Regions from separate parts of the Anas platyrhynchos genome. Here region 1 is linked to region 2. A link is a contact called in public Hi-C data. All regions are on one chromosome and are shown on one strand. The core of a region is the stretch at or near the end of the contact, and the rest is flanking DNA. Distances in the headings are between cores, read along the strand shown.

Region 1 (2,700 bases), core at 33-2,532, 170 kb before region 2:
CTATTCAATATTATAACTGGCTTTTAGTTGTGAACAGTTCATCAAGCCTGCTCAATTTTTCCCAAGTTCACAAAGGATCTTCTAAGTTTGTAGATTTGAAAGTACTTTGTCTCCCATGTAACGCCTCTTGATACGGTTTCTGCAAAAATGATGCTTATCAAGCTCTCTGTTCAGTAATCTGAAAGACAAAACAAATGACAGTTGTCTCTAATTCTGTGCTTCTCAGAAACTTTCCTTATGGTTATTTTTCCAGACTCCTAGATAACTCTTTCAACAAAGCCACTTCAGATTGCCTATATATTAATTCACATTCGCCTACCTGTTCCTCATTTTGGTGCCACATATTTTTCAATTAGGCAGAGGTCTGTCCAGTCTGTTGAAGCAGATGTTTATGTTAAAGAATATGCCAGAGAAGTATGTAGGCAACCAAAACTCTATTTACCCAGAGTTATCTGAGATACCATCAGTCACTTTCTGCAAAGAGCTGTGACTTCCTTGGGTAAGAACCACTTCTGGTAGTTTCTTACCTTGCTTTCCTTGGAAGGTCCCTCCCACTACATTTCTGATAAATTAATCCCGAAATTCTTTGATGTAATTTGTAGGTTCTTTTTCCTTTCAAGGAGAGAGGGGAAAAAAAAAAAAAAAAAAAAAAAGCAAAACAGACAAAACAGAGCTTCCAGTCTTCTGTGGAAGCTACTGAGATAGCACCTAGTTATTTATGCAAGCAGCAGTCTATCTTCCATCTATATAAGGGATGCTGTCAATGTACCCTGCATCATATGCTTTTTCATAAAATGAATTCCCTGAACAGCTCTATCTGACCCCACACAGATAACCCTGCAGCAGCTCTGCAAGTGTGGTGTGGAAAGCTGTTGATGCAGATCTTTTGTTTTGGACAACCAGGATATTTAGCCCTATGCACAGGTTACAGCACAATATTGCATTTGGAGTAGAGGGATGTGTATCGTAAGAACATGGAGGAGAATAAGGTGAAAGCATGAAAGCCTACCTGCTTTGGAGCTAGTCCTAGGGCTTAATTACTAGTGCCAAGGTACACAAACACATGCTTGGGAAGCTCTCATGGAAATGTCAGCCACCTGCAGCCTTTAATCATCTAAAGGATGAAGGTTGGTACCAATGAACTGCAGCTGCGGGCATAGCACCTAATTCCTTTGTGTTTGGAGATCTGCTGTGATACTAATTTACTCATCAATAAGCATCTTGCCTAACCTCTCTGGGGCTTTTTTCACTGCTAATAAGTTGAAGATAGTAATTAGATGAAATCAATCTTGTAAAAATAATTAATGCTTTTACATACTGTGTGATAAGTGATATAAAAGCATCACTTCTCGCTAGTTTATCCCTTGGGTTGAAAAGATCTTTCTGGAGGTGTATCTTCAGTAGTTGAAGCGAGAACAGGATTCATGGCTGAGTAGGTATGTTGTGTTTTGGTCTTTGTTTTTAAAAGCCCAAACGGCTTTTAAACGTGTTTTAACTACACGAATTGTGTAGTTAATGTGCTGATTTTATAGCTATCCCTCTGTGCAACATTCTTCCTCATCATTTTAAAAACACAGCCGAACGTACTGACTTTAAAGCGACGAGGGAAGGAGGTGCAATACCCTCGAAGGAAAGCCTGGGGACCACTTGCCCTGCCCCTTCGCCATGGATTTGTGAAGCCTTCGGCTTCCTCCCCTTCCCCTCCCGTGCGGGGGCCGCAGCCCAGCCCTGCCTTCCGCAAATCACGACCGCCCGCTCCCTGCCGGTGCCAGGCGGGTAGGGAGGACGACGAGGGCAGGGCAGGGGCTCGGGGAGGCGCTGAGGAGCCGCCGCAGCTCGCTCGCCCTGCAGCGTCCCGGGTTTGCGCGGAGGCGGCGGAGCCGGCAGCGCAGCCCCAGGATCCTGGTAAGGAGAGGGGGCTGCGGGTGGGAGCCTTTTCTCGCCTGCCCTTTGAGGACTGTTGCGGTTTGCTCGGGTGCCCTACGGCACTACAAAACGCGGCTCCAGTTGCTGCTTCCTCCCGGCGGTTCCCGCTGCAGTGGGGCCCCCGTGGGCTGAGCCGCTCCGCATCCCCAGTGGGCTCCGAAAGGAAAGGCAAAGCAGACGCGCTGCTCCTCCCTCCCCCGGCCGGATATATAGTATCAAACCCAGAAGGGGAGGAGAGGTTTGTATTTTTTCTTTTCCGTTTTTTTTTTTTTTTTTTTTTTTTTCTTTTCTCCTCTCTCCTCTTCCTTCACCGGGAGTTGCTTGCGTGCTAAGGGAGGTGGGGGCAGCGGTCTGGAGGCGCGAATTGGTGGGAAGGGCGGTAATTGAAGGTAACGACCCGCCGCGGGGCATGGGGAAGAAGCAAAAATAATAATAACAAAGATAAGAAAAAGAAATGAGGTGGGGGAGAGGACGAGGAGGCCAGGCTGCGGATGGATGGTGTTGCTCAGGAAGCGGGGAGGGCGGCGGGGCCGGGCCGCCTGCAGCTCCGGGGCTCTGGGGGGGGCCGGGCCGGGCTGGGAGCGAGGCCCCCAGCGACGGGCGATGCCCTGGGGAGAAACGGCGGCACTGGCCCGTCCCTGCCCAGCTGATGCCCCCGCTTCTTCCTGGGAAAGTTAAAGGTGGAGTGCAGCCCTATGAATGAGGAGCGCCGTGAGAGGTCCCTGCGCTGCTTTGCCTTGGGTAGGGCGGTGCTACAGCTCCCCCCATGCACAC
Region 2 (2,774 bases), core at 155-2,654:
CAGGGAGTTTGGACTGGGTGATCTTCAGAGATCCCTTCCAACCTCAGCCATTCTGTGATTCTGTGATACATATTTTCATGGATGTTCACATATTTATCATTCTAAAATGAAACAATTAAAAAAGTATATTCTTATATAAGAGTGGAATTACCTTCAGCACAGTGAATTTTAGTAACCTAAACCTTTAGGCCTTTATAAGGCACAACTGCAAGAATGTTAATTGTGTTCTATAACATCTTTTAGCCTACAGAATATATATTATCATTCTATGATTCCAAATTAAAAATCAAATATTCATAGCAGGAACTACTCATTCTGACCCCACATTTCTCTGGTAAAACTTCTACAAACTGTAAGATTAACTAGTCTGACTCAGTTCAGTCATCACTACAACAGATTATCACATTCCCCTCTTTTTCTGCCCACAGTTGTGCTGCTATTTTTTCATAAATTTAGTAGTGTAAAAATTACATTTAATCTATCATATATATATAAGAACCATTTACCTTGCAGAGAACAAAAATTCATTTTGTTACAACACAATAATATTACAACCCATTCCTCCTAGCAAAGAGAGTCAGTTACATGATTTATCCATGAAGTCCACATTTTCTTATTCAGCTAAACAAGTGGAACAATCTTTACATCCCCGGCCTAGCAAAGATGGAAGGACAGGTCCTCACCTGGGCACTAATTCTACTAATTATACTAAATCACCAACATGAATTCAGAACCAAAGTTGTTTAAGGAACAAGTTTTAGAAAAAGGACAGAAACAACAAAAACTATTTCAAAGAACTAAAATTTGAATATTACTTACAAACATTAATTACTGAAAAACGTAATAAAATACTGGATAAAATTATAGTAGTTGAGTATTATAAAGATAGCAGGAAAAAAAAATCTGTCTGAACATGGAAATTATTTTAAGATGGTAATATGTGGTAGATGGCTCATCAGGTGGGATTAAACCTTGCCCATATATCATATGTGAAGATGCAAGGCAAACAGCCTTTTATTACCTGTAGGTGGAAATCTCAGTAAGATATCCTTACATGCCTCCCAGAATACCTGCCCTTGCTTCCACTGTCTGTAGGCCTCCTGTTTCTGCTTGAATTTGGCCAGGAGCTCCTTGTTCTTCCATACAGGCCTCCTGGTGTTTTTGCCAGATTTCCTCTTTGTTGGGCTGCATTGCTTCTGATCTTGGAGGAGGTGATCCCTGAATATTAACCAGCTTTCCTGGGCCCCTCTTCCTTCCAGGGCTTTGCCCCATGATATTCCACCACGAAGATCCCTGAAGAGGCCAAAGTCTACTCTCAAAGTGCAGCGTAGTGAACTTGTCGTGTGCCTTCCTTGCTGCCCTTAGCATCCATGATTTCATGGTCACTGCAGCCAAGGCTGCCCTTGACCATTACATTCCCCACCAACTCCTCCTCAACAAGGAGAATGAGGTCAAACATAGCACCTCTCTTTATCGTATCCTCTGTCACTTGTGTCGTGGTTTAACCCGGCCGGCAGCTAAACACCACGCAGCCGTTCGCTCACCCTCCCCCCTCCCTCTCTGGGACGGGGGAGAGAAATGGAAAGTGAAGCCCGTGAGTTGAGATAAAGACAGTTTAATAAGACAGGAAAATAATAATAACAAAATAATAATAAAATAATAACAATAATAATACAATGGTGATAATAGGAAAGTAATAATAGTATGTACAAACAAGTGATGCACAATGCAATTGCTCACCACTCGCTGACCGATGCCCAGCCTAACCCCGAGCAGTCCGGCCCCCTCCCCCCGGCTAGCCACCCCTATATATTGTTTAGCATGACGTCAGATGGTATGGAATACCCCTTTGGCTAGTTTGGGTCACCTGTCCTGGGTCTGTCCCCTCCCAGCTCTTACTGCACCCCCAGCCTGCCCGTTGGCAGGACAGAGCAAAAGGCTGAGATGTCCTTGGCTTAGTATAAGCACTGCTCTGCAACAATTAAAGCATCAGGGTGTTATCAGCACTCTTCTCATCCTAAGCCAAAACACAGCATTCCACCAGCTACTAGGAAGAAAATTAATTCTGTGCTAACTGAAACCAGGACACACTTGGAGAAAGAAGTTACCATCAGTGCATTCCAGGAATCTCCTGGATTGCCTATGCCCTGCTGTGCTGTCCCTCCAACAGATACCAGGGTGATTCAAGGCCCCCATGAGAACCAGGGTTTGTGAACACGAGCTATTTCTATCTGTCTACAGAGGGACTCAGCCGCTCATTCTTCCTGGTCAGGTGGCCTGTAGCAGACCTCCACTGTAATGTCACTGTCCCTACCTTCCCTTTAATCCTTGCCCATAAGGATTGCTCTCTGTCTGCTCCTCACCCATCCCCAACCAGAGCTCCATGCACTCCAGGTGCTCACTGACTTAGAAAGTGATGCCCCCTCCTCATCTTCCCTGCCTGTCCTTGCTGAAGAGCCTGCATCCTTCCATTCCAACACTCCAGTCATGGGAGCCTTCCCACCATGTCTCTGTAACATCAATGAGGCCACAGCCCTATAACGTGCATACATCTCTAAATCCTCTTGTTTATTCCTCATGCTAAGTGCATTAGCATAGAGGTATTTGAGTTGGGCCCCTGATTAAGCTGACTTACTCTCTGGAGAGTGGCTAATAGTCATTAGGCTGTACCACGCTTGGTATTGTGTTGGTGACAGCTCTGATACGAGCCCTGGTAAGCAGCAGACTTCTCAAGAGTGGGTCAGGTATTTATTATTTATTTTAAAGACTGAACT

What was found. A called contact is a pair of places that touch in the nucleus more often than the background predicts.
Region 1: a contact with region 2 is called in a Hi-C map of skeletal muscle, with 1.7 times the contacts expected there. The contact joins the promoter of FAR2 here to the enhancer-like site in region 2. A contact is called at or near these places in 2 of 8 Hi-C or Micro-C datasets (skeletal muscle and subcutaneous adipose tissue).

Annotation. Positions count from the first base shown.
Region 1 is chr1:68,971,401-68,974,100 of IASCAAS_PekinDuck_T2T, reverse strand. FAR2 (fatty acyl-CoA reductase 2) reads left to right here and starts at 1,282. Exons shown (of 14, transcript XM_038186108.2): 1 at 1,282-1,436; 2 at 1,578-1,905. LOC106016238 (a long non-coding RNA gene) reads right to left here and starts at 1,102. Exons shown (of 3, transcript XR_011806654.1): 1 at 1,010-1,102; 2 at 320-373; 3 at 1-178.
Region 2 is chr1:68,803,446-68,806,219 of IASCAAS_PekinDuck_T2T, reverse strand. No RefSeq gene overlaps it. Among named protein-coding and RNA genes, the nearest start is that of SLCO1C1, 56 kb to the right of the region's middle. Within about 2 kb of position 1,404, at least 3 of the 8 cell types and tissues checked have an H3K27ac peak or open chromatin away from gene starts, as enhancers often do.